Regions from separate parts of the Zea mays genome. Here region 1 is linked to region 2. Evidence: chromatin contacts called from public Hi-C data. All regions are on one chromosome and are shown on one strand. Each heading gives the region's core, a stretch centred on a gene start, on an enhancer-like site or on the middle of the called end of the contact. The rest is flanking DNA. Distances are from core to core; before and after follow the strand shown.

Region 1 (6,988 bases), core at 3,059-5,558, 140 kb before region 2:
GCTGTCCGCCCGTCAACCGCTATTCTATTCATCAAAAGAAAAACTGAAAGTGCCGACCAAGGCAACATGAAATGGTTGTTTGGTTTACTTGGCGCGCATTATTGCCTGCCCCCATCGTGTAAACTACTGCTAGTAGTAGTACTTGATCAGGATTATCCTTGCCAGCTCGGCTCGGCCGGCTCCCCGCTGTTACGTTTCTTATTTAGTTCGGGGCGTATGGGATGAGTCGATCGGCCTCGGCCCTCACGCTTCTTATTTGTGGCCGTCGTCTTGGACGGCGATGGCTTGGCTTCGTCTCCTCTGTTTGTTTCTATGCGGGCGGCTCGTGGCTGCATCCAGAGGCTTTTCCGTGTGCTCTACTAGCTTGCACCGGTTTGGAATTTGGGTTCAGGGGCCTCGCAAGCGACAATGCAGGCTGGTTTTGTATTTGGATCTTTCTTTTTGCAGTTTGTATGTTGGAGCATCTCCGGTAATTCCTAAAGGCGTCATTTTGTACGTCCGCTTGTTTTCCAAGTGACTGGAAAAAAGAAAGAAAAGCATATTTGTTCGATTTATTGACGAGCCGCTAGTGTTCCATGGATGTTGATGATGTGGTCAGCCAGGAACCATATATATTGATGTTGATGCCATTACATTACGCGCTGTGGATAAATGGTGGTGATGTAAAGACACATGTGGTGTTGCTGTCCCGGCCGTCTGGAACTCATTTCTACGGTGCTCAACAAATGGTGGTGATATATAACACAGAAGAAATTGCACTGGAGGCACAATATTGGTGAAAATACGCCCTAGTCAATGGGATGGAGGCACAGACAGCCATCTGGTTTTACATCCCAGATTTCACCATATTTGTCTGCTCAACAAATGTGCATGGCAAACATCCATCTGGTTTACATCCCAGATTTTATCTCTGGGCTCCTCTGGTTTGGTCATATGTGCTGGGGGGATATGGTGCTGCCGGTGGTGGTGGAGGAGGAGGTGCTTGCGCTGCATTTGCAGTGCCACTGCTCGGCTGAACTTGCCCAGTAGGATATCCAGCACTACCAACTGCCCCATACTGGCCTCCTGCGGCGTTCGTAGCTGCACCGCTGCTTGTTGGCTGCGGAGGTGCAGCATAGGAATAGTTGGGCACTGCACTTTGCGCGTAGCCTGCAACTGGATAGCCAGAGTAACCTGCATATGCATAAGCCGTGCCAGCATCATAAGCATAGTTGTATGCTCCAGCCTGAGCACCCTGCTGATATGCCCCATCCTGGGCTCCCTGCTGATATGCCCCATCCTGGGCTCCCTGCTGATATGCCCCAGCCTGGGCCCCCTGCTGATATGCCCCAGACTGGGCCCCCTGCTGATATGCCCCAGCCTGGGCTCCCTGCTGATATGCCCCAGCCTGAGCACCCTGCTGATATGCCCCAGCCTGGGCTCCCTGCTGATATGCCCCAGCCTGGGCTCCCTGCTGATATGCCCCAGCCTGAGCCCCCTGCTGATATGCCCCATCCTGGCCCCCCTGCTGATATGCCCCAGCCTGGGCTCCCTGCTGATATGCCCCAGCCTGGGCTCCCTGCTGATATACCCCAGCCTGAGCACCCTGCTGATATGCCCCAGCCTGGGCTCCCTGCTGATATGCAGGGGGGTAGCTGGTATATGCACCTGCATATGAGTCTGTGGCTGCTGCTGCTGAAACCGTGGTAGCTTGAGCTGTCCCAGGCTGCGAAGCTGTCACCTGTGCACCAGCTGCATGTGCTGCTGCTTGAGCCGCAGCTGCTGCTCGTTGAGAAGAAGAAAAAATGGATGGAAATAGAATATCAGAGCTATGCAATTAAGGAGTAACATATGTACATGTATATATCTACAAAAAACATTTCAATTTCTCGTAATCTGCGTATGCAAAGGGTTTTCTCTATACACTTGAGGCCTTGAGCTACAGAGCAGATTGCTATTGTCCTATATGCTTCCCCAGCTATGATATTGAAGCCCAAAATAAAATGCTTGTGATATAAAAATTGGCGCAGAAGGGATAGGCCTAGCTCAGTGTTGAGAAGCCTTCCCACTGAGCCAAAGGTCCTAGGTTCCATAGATCCTCTCTGCAAAAATACATGAGTAAGACTTCCCTCAGATATTCCTTCCCCAGACCCCAAATCACATGGGAGGCACCAACACTGGGTCTGTCCCTTTTTTATATACAAAATTTTGGCAAAGCATAGAAAACATCTCCTCAGGTAAGTTTAAAAGAAGAAAACATAACACTCATATATCAGCTACCAAAAGCTTCCAGTTAAGCTGCACCACAAAAATCAGGTTTCCCATTTGCTAAATAAGTTGATGTTTAGTTTAGATCAATCACTTTGCTAGTGATAGATTAGTATGCGCTAAAGTGCAATAAAATCATGGACAATTTCAAAGGATTGATACGTAACTTATGCCTACCTTTCTATACTGTAGATGACACAATTATTCATTTCCACAGGAAAATATGGCTATGCGCTTTATGCTGTGTCCCAACAATGAACTATAATGGGAACCAATCAATACAATGGCACATTGTACTAAGCTGCTGACACAGAATGTGGAATGATGAATAGACTCAGCTTTTTCCTATATCCACTCATCCAAAAAATGACCATATGGCATCCAACTTGACATTTCGAAAGCAATATGTATGCAATTGTACTGTATTATTACATTAGATACGTCAGTCCTCATGACTCATACGAACTACTTATTTCATCTATTGAATAATGAATTTTTCCCTAAACCCTCAACCTGTTGGGGATCTATGGGCCATGAAACTTCTATGTGGGGACCCATATTCACCTAATCACCTTCACAGCACTCCGCACCTACTAAGACGATAAGACCGACAAATGATAATATCACACTGCAAATACTGTTGAAAATAGGGAAATCAGGATTCAATGGGAAGCCTATGAGCGAGCAGCTTTGAGATTCACACTACTAAGACAAAAACCTACCAGTCTTCACAAACTAAACACAAAAGGAATAGAAATAATACTGCTCCCATCTAAGAGTACAGCCCAGTAAGGTTCAGCTCAAAACCTAACAATTAGGGAATGAGGATAATTTGCAGGCCAACATGGTGAGGATGAGAATATTTACCTTGTGCCCGTCTTTCAGCATTTGCCACATCAACACGTAACTTCTCAGCTTGTTTGGTCATGGTTATCAAGTTCATTTCCATTGTCCGCATCTGCTCAACTTGCTTGACGTTTGTATTTTTCTCAAATTCAAACTGAGATCTTCAAACAGAAAGGGGAAACATGACTTATTATCAACACAAAGCTCAGGCAGTTGCAAAGAAAAAATGTAAAGAAGGAACATTGTCACAAACCGTAAATTATGATGCTCTTTCCGTAGCCTATCTAGCTCAGAAAGCAATTCAGGAAGGCTTTTATTGTCCCCAGAGGCAGAGAGTTTCTGTAATTCTTTAGTCACATCCTCTATCTCAAGGGTTAGCATCTGCCTTTCAGTAATAAGTCTCTTTGCCTCCATATGCATTTGGTGAAGCTCCTTGTTCACTACATTACCACTATGTATATCTACCTCCATTAATCTGATTCTCTCCAACAAATCTCTAATCTGCAAATCAGTCTCTGTCTGAACTTCACCTAGGTGGGTGCGGATCATTTGCATCTCTTTCTCCGTATCAACAATGTCCTGCCTCAAGACCACATGGCTTGATGCTAACCGCTGATTCTCCGTGATAAGCTTTTCCACTTCTGTAGTTTGCATGGCAAGCTTGTTCTCCAGCATCTCCAGTGTGGATGAAGACTGCAAAGGTGAGCGGCTAGAGAGGCTGCCTGCAGCGAAGGAACCATGGCGCATAAGAGCAGGAGCTTGGCCAGTCAGTCCATCTAGATGTCCACGATGAGCCATTATCCTGAAAATACAAAAAATGGTAGGGAATGATGAAAAAGATCAGGGTTCTAAAAAACAGCACTAAGCGCACGCTTCAGCGCGCTGAAGCGCTAACGCTTCGCTTTGGGCATAAGCGCTCCTCAAAGCGGCGAGACCGCCTTGGTGGAGCAGCAGCTGGTGGCTCCCGCTGCCCTCAGGCCGCGGGCGGCGCGGCCGTGTCAGCAGCCCGCCATCTGAACCAGGAGCCACTAGAGAGGCACGCACGCAGGGTCACCGACCGGTGTGCGGAGGACCGGAGGCGAGGGCGCGAGGCGACTGGCGAGAGGCGGGAGGGGAAGCCGCTGCCGCTGCCGCCGTCGCTGAGAGCCCGAGCCTCAGCGCCGGCGCTGCGAGGAAGATGAAGAAACAGCGGCGGCTGTGTGCGTTCGCTGGAACAATGGAAAGGTTAGGGTCTGGTGGAAATTGGGTTTCTCAAGTAATGGACTTTTAGATGGGCCTTTTTTTCTTTTTAATTTTTTATTTCTAACATCTTTTGTTCATCACACGATTCAATAATGTATCCAGGATGCTTTGAGTTCTGTGCTGGTGGCGTATTGCATGTTAAAAACTTTCATTAGTGAGTTCATAATCAAATTATGTAATCAAGAGGCTTATAAAATAATGTTTAAGGGTTATTTATAGCCTAGAATCTCATTTGTAAATAAAAACTTCAGAAAAAAATAATAAAAACCACTACTCCCACCTCCCATGTAAAAGGAGGGGTCTAACCCTAGATTCATTTGCACCCTTCTAATTATTTTTAACTCTCATTTATCATTTGTTCGGTCCAAGACCAACATTGGCGCCACCGTACCTGACGCATTAAATTTTTCTTTGAGAGATAGGATTCGCAAGCGAAAGAGAAAAGCTCATACTTTTAAATTTTTTGTAGCATGTTAGTTTGCACTACTTTCGCTTTCTACTCGTCTGCATCCGCTTCTTACCTGCTCGCACCACCATCGCTTCAACTACCTCATCAGACACTACTTTGGATGATCATAGAAATTGACCAACGAGTTAAACGGTAGAAAGCATTGCTAAAATTGACTATAGTTTAAAGTTGATGCTTTGAAAGATACCTTTCATGGTCAAATGCTATTTTGGATATGTTTGATGGATGATCACACGAACTAGCGTTGCATCATCTATAATTAAGATAACCATCTTCTTAGGGTGAATCTAGCCTATATTATCTAGCTCGTGTGACCCTAACAAACTTCAGCACCGCAATGGAGGATCAATGTTCATCATTGTGTTAACTTTGTTTGATTAATGTAATGACCTCGATGAGCTTCATGGTTGGATTTGCCATTATTCTTGCACTTCAAAATTTGTTTTATTATATCCAAAGATTTTTGTCATTCTTTAAAGACCTTCATTTTAAATATTTATGGAAAATAGTGACTTTGATGCTACAAATTTGTTTTATTTTTTCATCCTCTGTTAATCGGTCTCATAGCTAAGTGGTCTCATCGTTAAAGGTTAACGAAGGCGATCGACATAAGGCAAATGCTTCCATTAATAGTACATTAATAGAGGTGGGTACCTTACCACATCCATCATTTGATCAATTGATATAGCGGCGTAAGTTGATCACCCCTATTAATAGACTATTACCATAGCAGTGCTACTGCAAAGACGGACTCCGTTAATGACTCAACTAACATAGGTGGGCGGGCTTAGGATGCTCTACTCCACTAATCTATGGCTATAAAACCAGGTATCTAACCAACCCTCTCTTCTTCCTCTACAAGCTCACTGTTGGGGGCCTTCGGCTTCCGAAGGTCCTCAAAAACATGATTTAACAGTGTTTCTAGAGTGTAATGTGTGAACAGGTACCTTCGGACTTATATCAAAGAGGGAGAACCTCAAAAGATACGAAGGTTGGCACAGTGCCGAAGCTGTGAAGCAGGAAAGCTTCGGCATGTTCGCAGAAAAGGGAACCGACTTAAAGATGAAAAGGCCATTTAGACCTCGATAGATTGCTATGGAATTATCATCAAATGTAAAGGGCATGTATGTAATTTTGTATGGGTTGTATCCCGTGCCTATAAATAGGTGAACAGTACCCCCGTACTGTTCACGCTGACTTGGCATTCGCTTTTTGCGTCACACTTGTATTTTCATCTCCTTCCAAGCCGAAGGTACACTTATAATACAATATTGTTTCTATTTCTCTATGATAATATAACAAAGTTAAATGAATAATATCATATGAATATTCATGTTATCTTTTATGTTTCATATGCTTCGTCTTTTGTATACTGTGATGATGAAGGTTCGTCCTTCATGACCTTCGTCCGGAGATCATTATATCCCAAGGGAAATAATGCTTCAAAGGACGAAGGACTTTATCGTTTAACATTTTCTGTGTTGCCTTGTTCTTAACTCATAGCATTTGAGAACAAGTCCCCAACATTGGCGCCCACCTCCGGTGAACTCACTTCCATTTCTTGAGCTTTTCGACACCTTCGGCAAGCATCAGCTTCGTCATGCCGCCGAAGAAGGCTTCAGCACCAGGGGCTGGCACGCTGCAGCCGCTGGACCCCAATCAAGACGTCCTTTCTCTTAGAGAAGCACGAAGCCAGAAGAGGAAGGCTACCAGTCCAACACCTCCGGAGGATGATCTAGATCAGGAGATTCAAAATCTGGAAATCCTTCAGCAGCAGGTTCAACGCAGGAGGGAGAAGATGGCCAGGCTAGCTGAACTACAGAGGCAGATAGATGAAGCCTCTGAAGAAGTTCGTCATCTTGCTCAGGATGAGCAACACCGAAGACCTCAGCATCAAGACCTTCATCAGGAGGGCTTTCACAACGAAGATGACTGGTATGACAATTTCCATCATGGGAATTTTGTTTTTGATGATGCTTCTCCCCTGTCCGCTGAGTTGCAGGCTACACCTTGGCCTCCGTCCTACAAGCCGCCTCAGCTCCCCGTATTTGATGGCCATTCTGATCCGAAGCAGTTTTTGATGAGCTACGAAGCAACAGTGTCTTCGTACGGTGGCAATGCTTCAGTCATGGCCAAATCTTTCGTTATGGCTGTCAGAAGTGTTGCTCAAACCTGGTATTCCTC
Region 2 (7,845 bases), core at 1,818-4,317:
TGTATTCCCGTCTGATTTGAATATTCGTTCACCAAACCTTTCAGGCCGGAGTCTGATGAAGAAAGAAATTTGAAAGAAGAAATCAACCTCCTGAAGGTGGATCTTAAAGAAATCGAGGGAAAGATGAGTAATGGTTCTGAGCAGACATCGGTAGATGCAAAAGATTTGTCTGAGAAGATATCTATGTTGGAAAGCCAGCTTGAGCAGCTTTCAAGGGAGTTGGATGACAAGATTCGATTTGGGCAAAGGCCACGTTCTGGTGCAGGCAGGGTTACAACACTTGCACCCACTAGTTTAGGGGAGGAACCACAGGCTACAGTGGTGGACAGACCACGTTCTCGTGGTGGTATGGAACCACCCCCAAGGCAGGAAGAAAGATGGGGATTTCAAGGAAGCCGAGAAAGGGGCTCGTTTGGTGGAAGCAGAAATTCAGACAGGTTTGTGTAATTTGCTTCCTTAACTTGATCATGTGTTTTAGGTTAAATGGCTGTCCTGTCAAGATACTTTGCTCAGGAACTTTTTTTAGAAAGTAGCATGTTTTAGGTTAAGTGGCTGTCCTGTCATCAAAGTTACTTGCCGTTATGTTATTTCTTATCATGTTTAGCTCATGCCAAGCCAGTGATTTTGTTTCAGGATTGATGCACATTGGTAGACTAAGGTTGTAGATTAGTCTTAACCATGAGCATGGTTTTTGCACAATGATCCTTCAGATATTATGGCCTGAGTTCAGTGTGCCTGTGCCGCTCTTTATTGTGTAGCAGGTTTCAACATAGCGTAATATGTCCCTTTTAGAACGCTAACCAGTCTTCTTTCTACTCTCCATCGTTTTTTCTTTTCTTTTCAGGCCAATGGCAAGACAGAGATGGTGAAGTTGGGACAACAAGCATCTCTTAGGGACACTTCTGGATCGCAGTCCCTTTTTTGTTCTGAAAGGATGGGCAAAAATAAGTCGTTTTCTGTTTGTCGTGTTTGTTTGGTCTTAGAAGATTGTTGAGGGTGGAGATAACTCCACATGAAGCTATTGGTTGTCAAGTCTGTATGCCGTAGGATGCTTTACATTTCCCTTTTTGCCGTCTTCCATGTCAAAACAATATCTGGCAACCTCCGATACTAACTGTTATTCATGGGTCACTGAATTCCGGATCAGCTTTTGTCATAGGTCGTTTATTTCAGCATTGAGTAATGGAAACCTTGAATTTGCACTTTTACTACTGCCATGCCTTCATTCTGTCCGTTTTTTTTAACTAGTGTCTGTATGTTGAGGCAACGAGCTGTGACTCCCAGTCGTCTGTATTAGTTTCAGACTGCGGGAATGCTTTATCACGGGTTTATATGTGGGAGATTGGCTGGTGGCTGATAAGTTACCCACATGTAGAGCAAGGGGCGGTTCTCTATTTTTGATTTAGTGGTTCCACAATGGCTACTACATACATGCATGTAATAATATCGGGCCATGAAAGAAGGAAGGCTTAGCTCTAGCAGTCACTGTTCATGAAGCAGAAGGTGCCATGTAAATTAGTATGATACAAGTTCTATATGCTGTAGACGATAGTATTAGTATGATCCAAGAAGAATTTTGGTTGACAGGCACCATGCAGGTCCAGCTTGTGACTGACGCTGGGTTTGGATTCATGCTGGAGCTGGATACATGGTACGACTTGTGCTTAGCTTAATACTTGTGTTACAACTGCACTACACAACATGACGGCTCACCAAGCGCTAGCTCGCACGGTGGCGCCTCCCTGGTATATATCGCGTGTGCCGCTTACGGCCTACTCGTCCTTCCTCCTCTTCTCGACGACGACAAAGAAGGCGAGCGCGGCGATGGAGAACGCGGAGAGCACGGCGGCGGCGACCCGGAGGGACGCGTGGACGCCCGAGACGCCCGCGACGTGGAAGTAGTAGGCGGGCGCGGTCTGGCCGTAGCCCACCGGCGCCCCGGACGCGTCCAGCGCGTAGGCGCGCACGTGGTAGGACGCGGTGGGGACGTCGCGGGCGACCCTGTACCGGAGCGTCCCCTGGCCGCCGGCGTATGCATGCCGGGCGATCCTGAACTGGCACGCCTTGTCCTTGCTCAAGTCGTCGTTGGCCTTGCGCCACCCGCGGTCCTCCTGGCTCGCCGGCGCGTAGCAGAGGGTCACCTCCAGCGCCTTGTACCCGACGCTGGACGCCGACGCGTTGAGGTGCCATGTCACGGTTATCGTGTCCTCGCCGGCGTGCAGGACTGTGAGTTTGGCAGGGATACCACAGCATGACATGTTTGAGTTTGTGTCCATCACATCAATTATACACAACCCTGTTTAATTTATTAGTACAATATATATACAAAGGAAAATAAACCTCTACCACTCATGTGCGCTTCACACAACCGGCAGCACGTTATAATTATTCTGTTAACATCTTATGATTTAGAACGCATTTTAAACTTTTGATACATTATATTATAAGCAACATATATTAATATATAGCATAAAAAGGATTATTCTGTTAACATCAAATCTTATTTATTGGATCCATGATCTACGGCTAAGTGCAATATAATTCCACCTCCATCGATCCTTAGACTATTTCTTTAAGGAACCCCTATATTTGTAAAAAATAAATCTCGTATTTTAAAGAGAGGGGCTGAGATTGCATGACATAGATGACCGATCCGATGAATATAGTTTGATGTTGACATTTAATTCTTTTTTACATTCGATATGTTGCCTGTATATTATAAGACGGAGAAAGTACAGGTAATAATAGAAATAGTATCGTCGAAGGATGGAATCGAAAGGGAAAAAGAAAAAAAAGCAAACGACAAATCGATATCCCAGGCTCCGTCACAGCAACTGAACACATCAGAATCCGTCTCCGAGCGCGCGCGGAAACAAGAACACACCTTGTCCGGCCTTCGGCGACGCCTCGACGATGAGTGTCCTGCCGAGCGCGGAGAGGTGCACTGCCGCCGCCAGGCGCGCGCAGCAAGCGCCGACCACGACCAGCAGCAGCGGCAAAGCCGCCCCAGGACGAGCCATCGTCATGCCAGGCGCGCGCTCTACACAGCCTGTGGTGTGTGACGAGGTGAACTTGCGCGCGCGGTCGCCATATAAATCCGCGCGTGGGTGTGTGCCGCCGTGCGTTCGCGCCCGATGACTCGTGGCAAGCGGCCGGAGACTCCAAAAGGTAAAGGCGGCTCTCGAGTGACGACTGATCGGATGCTGCTGGGCGGGACGACGCGACGCGTGTGAAGGTGCACCAATGCAGCTGCACCTGCACCGGTCACGGTCTCTGCTCGTCAGTGAACAGTATCGTCGCCTTGACCGAATTTTTTTGCAGTTTGACCCTTTCTTAGAAAAAAAATCACGTTTGGACCCTAAAAAATTTTAATGTCATTTTTGGACCCTTTGCTCGGCGCCATAGGCTATGGTGCCGAGGTAACACAGCTCGGCGCCATAGGCTATGGCGCCGAGGTACGTGCTGCGATGGCACAAACAGACACCGTGGCGCTGATGTGGCACCGAGCTCGGCGCCATGATCTATGGCGCCGAGCTCTGTTTTATAATTATGAAGCCCTCTAGCTCAGTTGGTAGAACACAAGGCTCTTAACTATGTGGTCTTGAGTTCAAGCCCCACGATGGGTGTTTTACTTTTTGTCTTTATCACTGATTTGTTTTTTTGTTGTCCAAATTTTTCGTTTATGTCGCTGATTTGTTCGTTCAAATTTATTTCTCATCCAGTTTTTTGGTTGGATAGTTTTGGTATTACAAGGCCGTTAAACCGTGGCGCGTCGTTAAAATAAAATAAAACAATATAATATACTTAATATGATCTACCGTATTACAAGGCCGACCATTGGTACACGATGATTTTATTAGATGTAATAACAGGCATGTTCCGTCTTGATTTATGTATGTTATTTTTCTCTATTTTAACAAATTACAAAACATTTTTAGTTTTCATAAAATATCTACATACAACCATTTAGTGTTTAGCTTAATCGCATGACCTTCATTCGTATATGTATTTGTAATTAAGCATCGTACGTTACGTGTGCATCATATATGTCGTCCTAGCAGCTTACTCTTTGCTTTGCTTGACCATATTAGGTCATATGATGACGTTAACTCTTAGAGTATAGCTTCCTTTAAAGCTGCTTGCCCCATATATATTATTAGTCTACCTTACATGGCAAGCTCCATCGCACGTATATATAGTTGCACCTAAACGCATGAGACATATAATAATCACGTACTATATTATTATAATATTATACCCCAGTAAATATATATATATATATATTATATATAGAGAGAGAGAGTTACATATTATAAAATTAATTATGTCATAAAGAGTCTAATAATACTGGTGATATTTCTTTATCTTATCCAATTAATATACATAAAATCTGAGATATTGACACGGAGAACACGCTAGAAAAAAAACCGAGAACACATTTATAGATGCATGCATGTATGTATTCGTATGCATGCCTATCTAAATAGTAGCCAAGTTGTGCATCTAGATATAGGTCGTATGTAGATATTGTATGAAAACTAAAAATGTTTTGTAATTTGTTAAAATAGAGAAAAATAACATACATGAATCAAGACGGAACATGCCTGTTATTACATCTAATAAAATCATCGTGTACCCATGGTCGGCCTTGTAGTACGGTAGATCATATTAAGTATATTATATTGTTTTATTTTATTTTAACGACGCGCCACGGTTTAACGACCTTGTAATACCAAAGCTATCCAACCAAAAAACTGGATAAGAAACAACAAAAAAAACAAATCAGTGATAAAGACAAAAAGTATTTTAAAAACACCCATCGTGGGGCTTGAACCCAAACCACATGGTTAAGAGCCTTGTGTTCTACCAACTGAGCTAGAGGGCTTTATGGTTATAAAACAGAGCTCGGCGCCATAGATCATGGCGCCGAGCTCGGTGCCACATCAGCGCCACGGCGTCTGTTTGTGCCAGCGCAACACGTACCTCGGCGCCATAGCCTATGGCGCCGAGCTATGTTACCTCGGCGCCATAGCCTATGGCGCCGAGTAAAGGGTCCAAAAATGACATTAAAATTTTTTAGGGTCTAAACGTGATTTTTTTTCCAAGAAAGGGTCAAACTGCAAAAAATTCGGTCGCCTTGACACCCTGCTCTTTGACGCCGAGCCAATCTGGTGGTCCAGAGTAGTCCACGTAACACGCGGGCCGCCATGCTTTTCAACCTGCTGCCGTTGAATTCAGAGGTAGCCCTCCCGCAGTCAGTTCACTGTCGGTCGGTTGGCTCCACACTGAAGACTACCGACTACCGAGTGATCGTGAGATCCAGAAATGAAGATAAATATACAATAGTCTTGGAAGGTTTAGATTTGTTGATACTCTCAACAATGTTGGGAGATAATACCCTACATTTTCTGTGTCATAATGTCTATTGTCTATTCAATATAATAAGATGATATGCCCTTTTAGAGCGTTTCATTCATTCTTTAATAATCCAAAGAAGGGAATACTTACACAAAAGTTACCTAGTCTCTCGCCAGATAAGGATACAGATTATCCTAGCCAAGTCAGTCCCTAGTTATAAGGACTCTTATATCTATATTTACATGTAGATTACCCTTATCATCTGGCTTTACCATATTTACATCGATACCAATCTAATCTATCGACCTTGATAAGACATCGTGTCCTTATCTCCTCTAGACGAGTCAAGCAACTTGTTGACATGTGGTTCAAGCCCTTGGGCACCGTGGTCGAGCCCTTAGACTCACCTGTCAGGGTCTTTGAAAGCTCCCTTGTGGGTTTTGTTGATTTGGATGACAACCCAATTAAAGGACCGATGTGTGTGGTAAGTGTCGAACATGTGCTTAGTGCAAAGCTCATAAGGCCCAACACAAGTGATCAAGTCTAATGGTCCAAAGGTTGAGATACCTATGGATAATGAACATCACAAGCTAAGTGAAGGATGGACATTGCTTATGTGAGAATCGATGTGCATAACTTGGAGACAAGTGGTCAAGGCGAGGATGGAGGCAAGAATAACTTCGAGGTACCGAGTGCAAGGGAGAAGGTCAAGGCCAAGGGTGAAGAAGAAGACTTATAAAGTCAAGGTTGATCGAGTTGAGAAAAGTTATGGTGCATGGAAGATCACTACCTAAGGACGTGACTTGGTACCACTGAGGTAATTCTTATGATTTATGGTTCAAGTCATAAGGCTCAAGATCAAGCTCAAGTGGTAGGACAAGGTCACTAGAAGTAGAAGTGTCAAAGCTAGAACCTAGAAGCCACCCAAAAGAGCTAAGTTCACTCTGACTTTAGTTTGGGTTATTCCTGTGTTTGGATATGTTCTATGTGACCATTGCAGGGTGTTGGGGCTTATGGATAGCAATCTAGACCAAGTTGAACCAACTTGGTGCTTTGGAGTCCAATCCCGACCTCAAATAGGCCAATAAGGACAAAACAGTGAAAAATGTTAAGTGTGCAAGGTTTGAGTACTTTGATAAGTTGTGTCGGCATTTCGACCCCGGGGGGTCCCTGGACCGACGAGTAAATTGTCGCCACGTGTCCCAGCCCAGATGGGTCGGCGCGAGACGGAGCACGAAGGGGGGGAAAGGGGAGACAGGCAAAAGGGGAAACCTGCGGCCTTCGTGTTGTCCTGCGCCCAGGTCGGGTGCGCTTGCAGTAGGGGGTTACAAGCGTCCGCGTGGGAGGGAGCGAGAGGCTTATTCGCGCCGTCCCGTTCTCCCGCGCGGCCAACCTTATCGTATGAGAGCCCTGGACCTTCCTTTTATAGGCGTAAGGAGAGGGCCCAGGTGTACAATAGGAGATGTAGCAGTGTGCTAACGTGTCTAGCAGAGAGGAGCTAGTGCTCTAAGTACATGCCGTCGTGGCAGCCGGAGAGGTTTTGGCACCCTGTTCATGTGATGTCGTGGCCGTCGGAGGAGCGCTGGAGCCTTGCGGAAGGACAACTGTCGGGGCTGTCGAGTCCTTGCTGACGTCTCCTTGCTTCCGTAAGGGGCTGAGAGCCGCCGTCGTCATGGAGCACGCGGGGCGCCATCATTATTTGTTTACCGGGGCGAGCCAGATGGGACGTCGATCTTGTTCCCCGTAGCCTGAGCTAGCTAGGGGTAGGGTAATGATGGCCCCCCTGTGACGTGGTCGGTCCGAGCCCTAGGTCGGGCGCGCGGAGGCTCCTCCGAGGTCGAGGTCGAGTCTGTCTTCTGAGGTCGAGGTCGAGTCCGAGCCCCGGGTCGGGCGAGGCGGAGACCATCGTCTGAGACCGAGGCTGAGTCCGAGCCCTTGGGTCGGGCGAGGCGGAGTTCGTCGTCTTCCGAAGCCGAGGCCGAGTCCGAGCCCTGGGGTCGAGCGAGGCGGAGTTCGTCGTCTTCCGGAGCCGAGGCCGAGTCCGAGCCCTGGGGTCGGGCGAGGTGGAGTTCGTCGTCTTCTGGAGCCGAGGCTGAGTCCGAGCCCTGGGGTCGGGCGAAGCGGAGTTCGTCGTCCGAGGCCGAGACGGGGGCCGAGCCCTGGGGTCAGGCGAGGCGGAGCTTCCTATGGCGCCTGAGGCCGGACTTGGCTGCTGTCAGCCTCACTCTGTCGAGTGGCACAGCAGTCGGAGCGACGCAGGCGGCGCTGTCTTCTTGTCAGGCCGGTCAATGGAGCGGCGAAGTGACTGCGGTCACTTCGTCTCTGTCGACTGAAGGGCGCGCGTCAGGATAAGGTGTCAGGCCATCCTTGCATTAAATGCTCCTGCGATATGGTCGGTTGGTGTGGCGATCTGGCCAAGGTTGCTTCTCGGCGAAGACTGGGCCTCGGGCGAGCCGAAGGTGTGTCCGTTGCTTGAGGGGGCCCTCG

What was found. Hi-C and Micro-C count contacts between places; a contact is called where the count stands out from the background.
Region 1: a contact with region 2 is called in a Hi-C map of ear, with 2.0 times the contacts expected there. The contact joins the promoter of LOC542049 here to the promoter of LOC778428 in region 2. A contact is called at or near these places in 5 of 25 Hi-C or Micro-C datasets (bundle sheath, ear, endosperm and 2 more).

Annotation. Positions count from the first base shown.
Region 1 is chr2:38,963,186-38,970,173 of Zm-B73-REFERENCE-NAM-5.0, reverse strand. LOC542049 (transglutaminase) reads right to left here and starts at 4,308. Exons shown (of 3, transcript NM_001111688.2): 1 at 3,347-4,308; 2 at 3,115-3,254; 3 at 728-1,761. The coding sequence starts at 3,891. The coding sequence ends at 905.
Region 2 is chr2:38,817,120-38,824,964 of Zm-B73-REFERENCE-NAM-5.0, reverse strand. It overlaps LOC778428 (high affinity nitrate transporter), which reads right to left and starts at 3,067. Exons shown (of 2, transcript NM_001112454.1): 1 at 2,885-3,067; 2 at 1,496-2,224. The coding sequence starts at 3,020. The coding sequence ends at 1,773. LOC100304283 (Eukaryotic translation initiation factor 4B2) reads left to right here. Exons shown (of 3, transcript NM_001165725.2): 2 at 45-437; 3 at 845-1,211. The coding sequence ends at 869.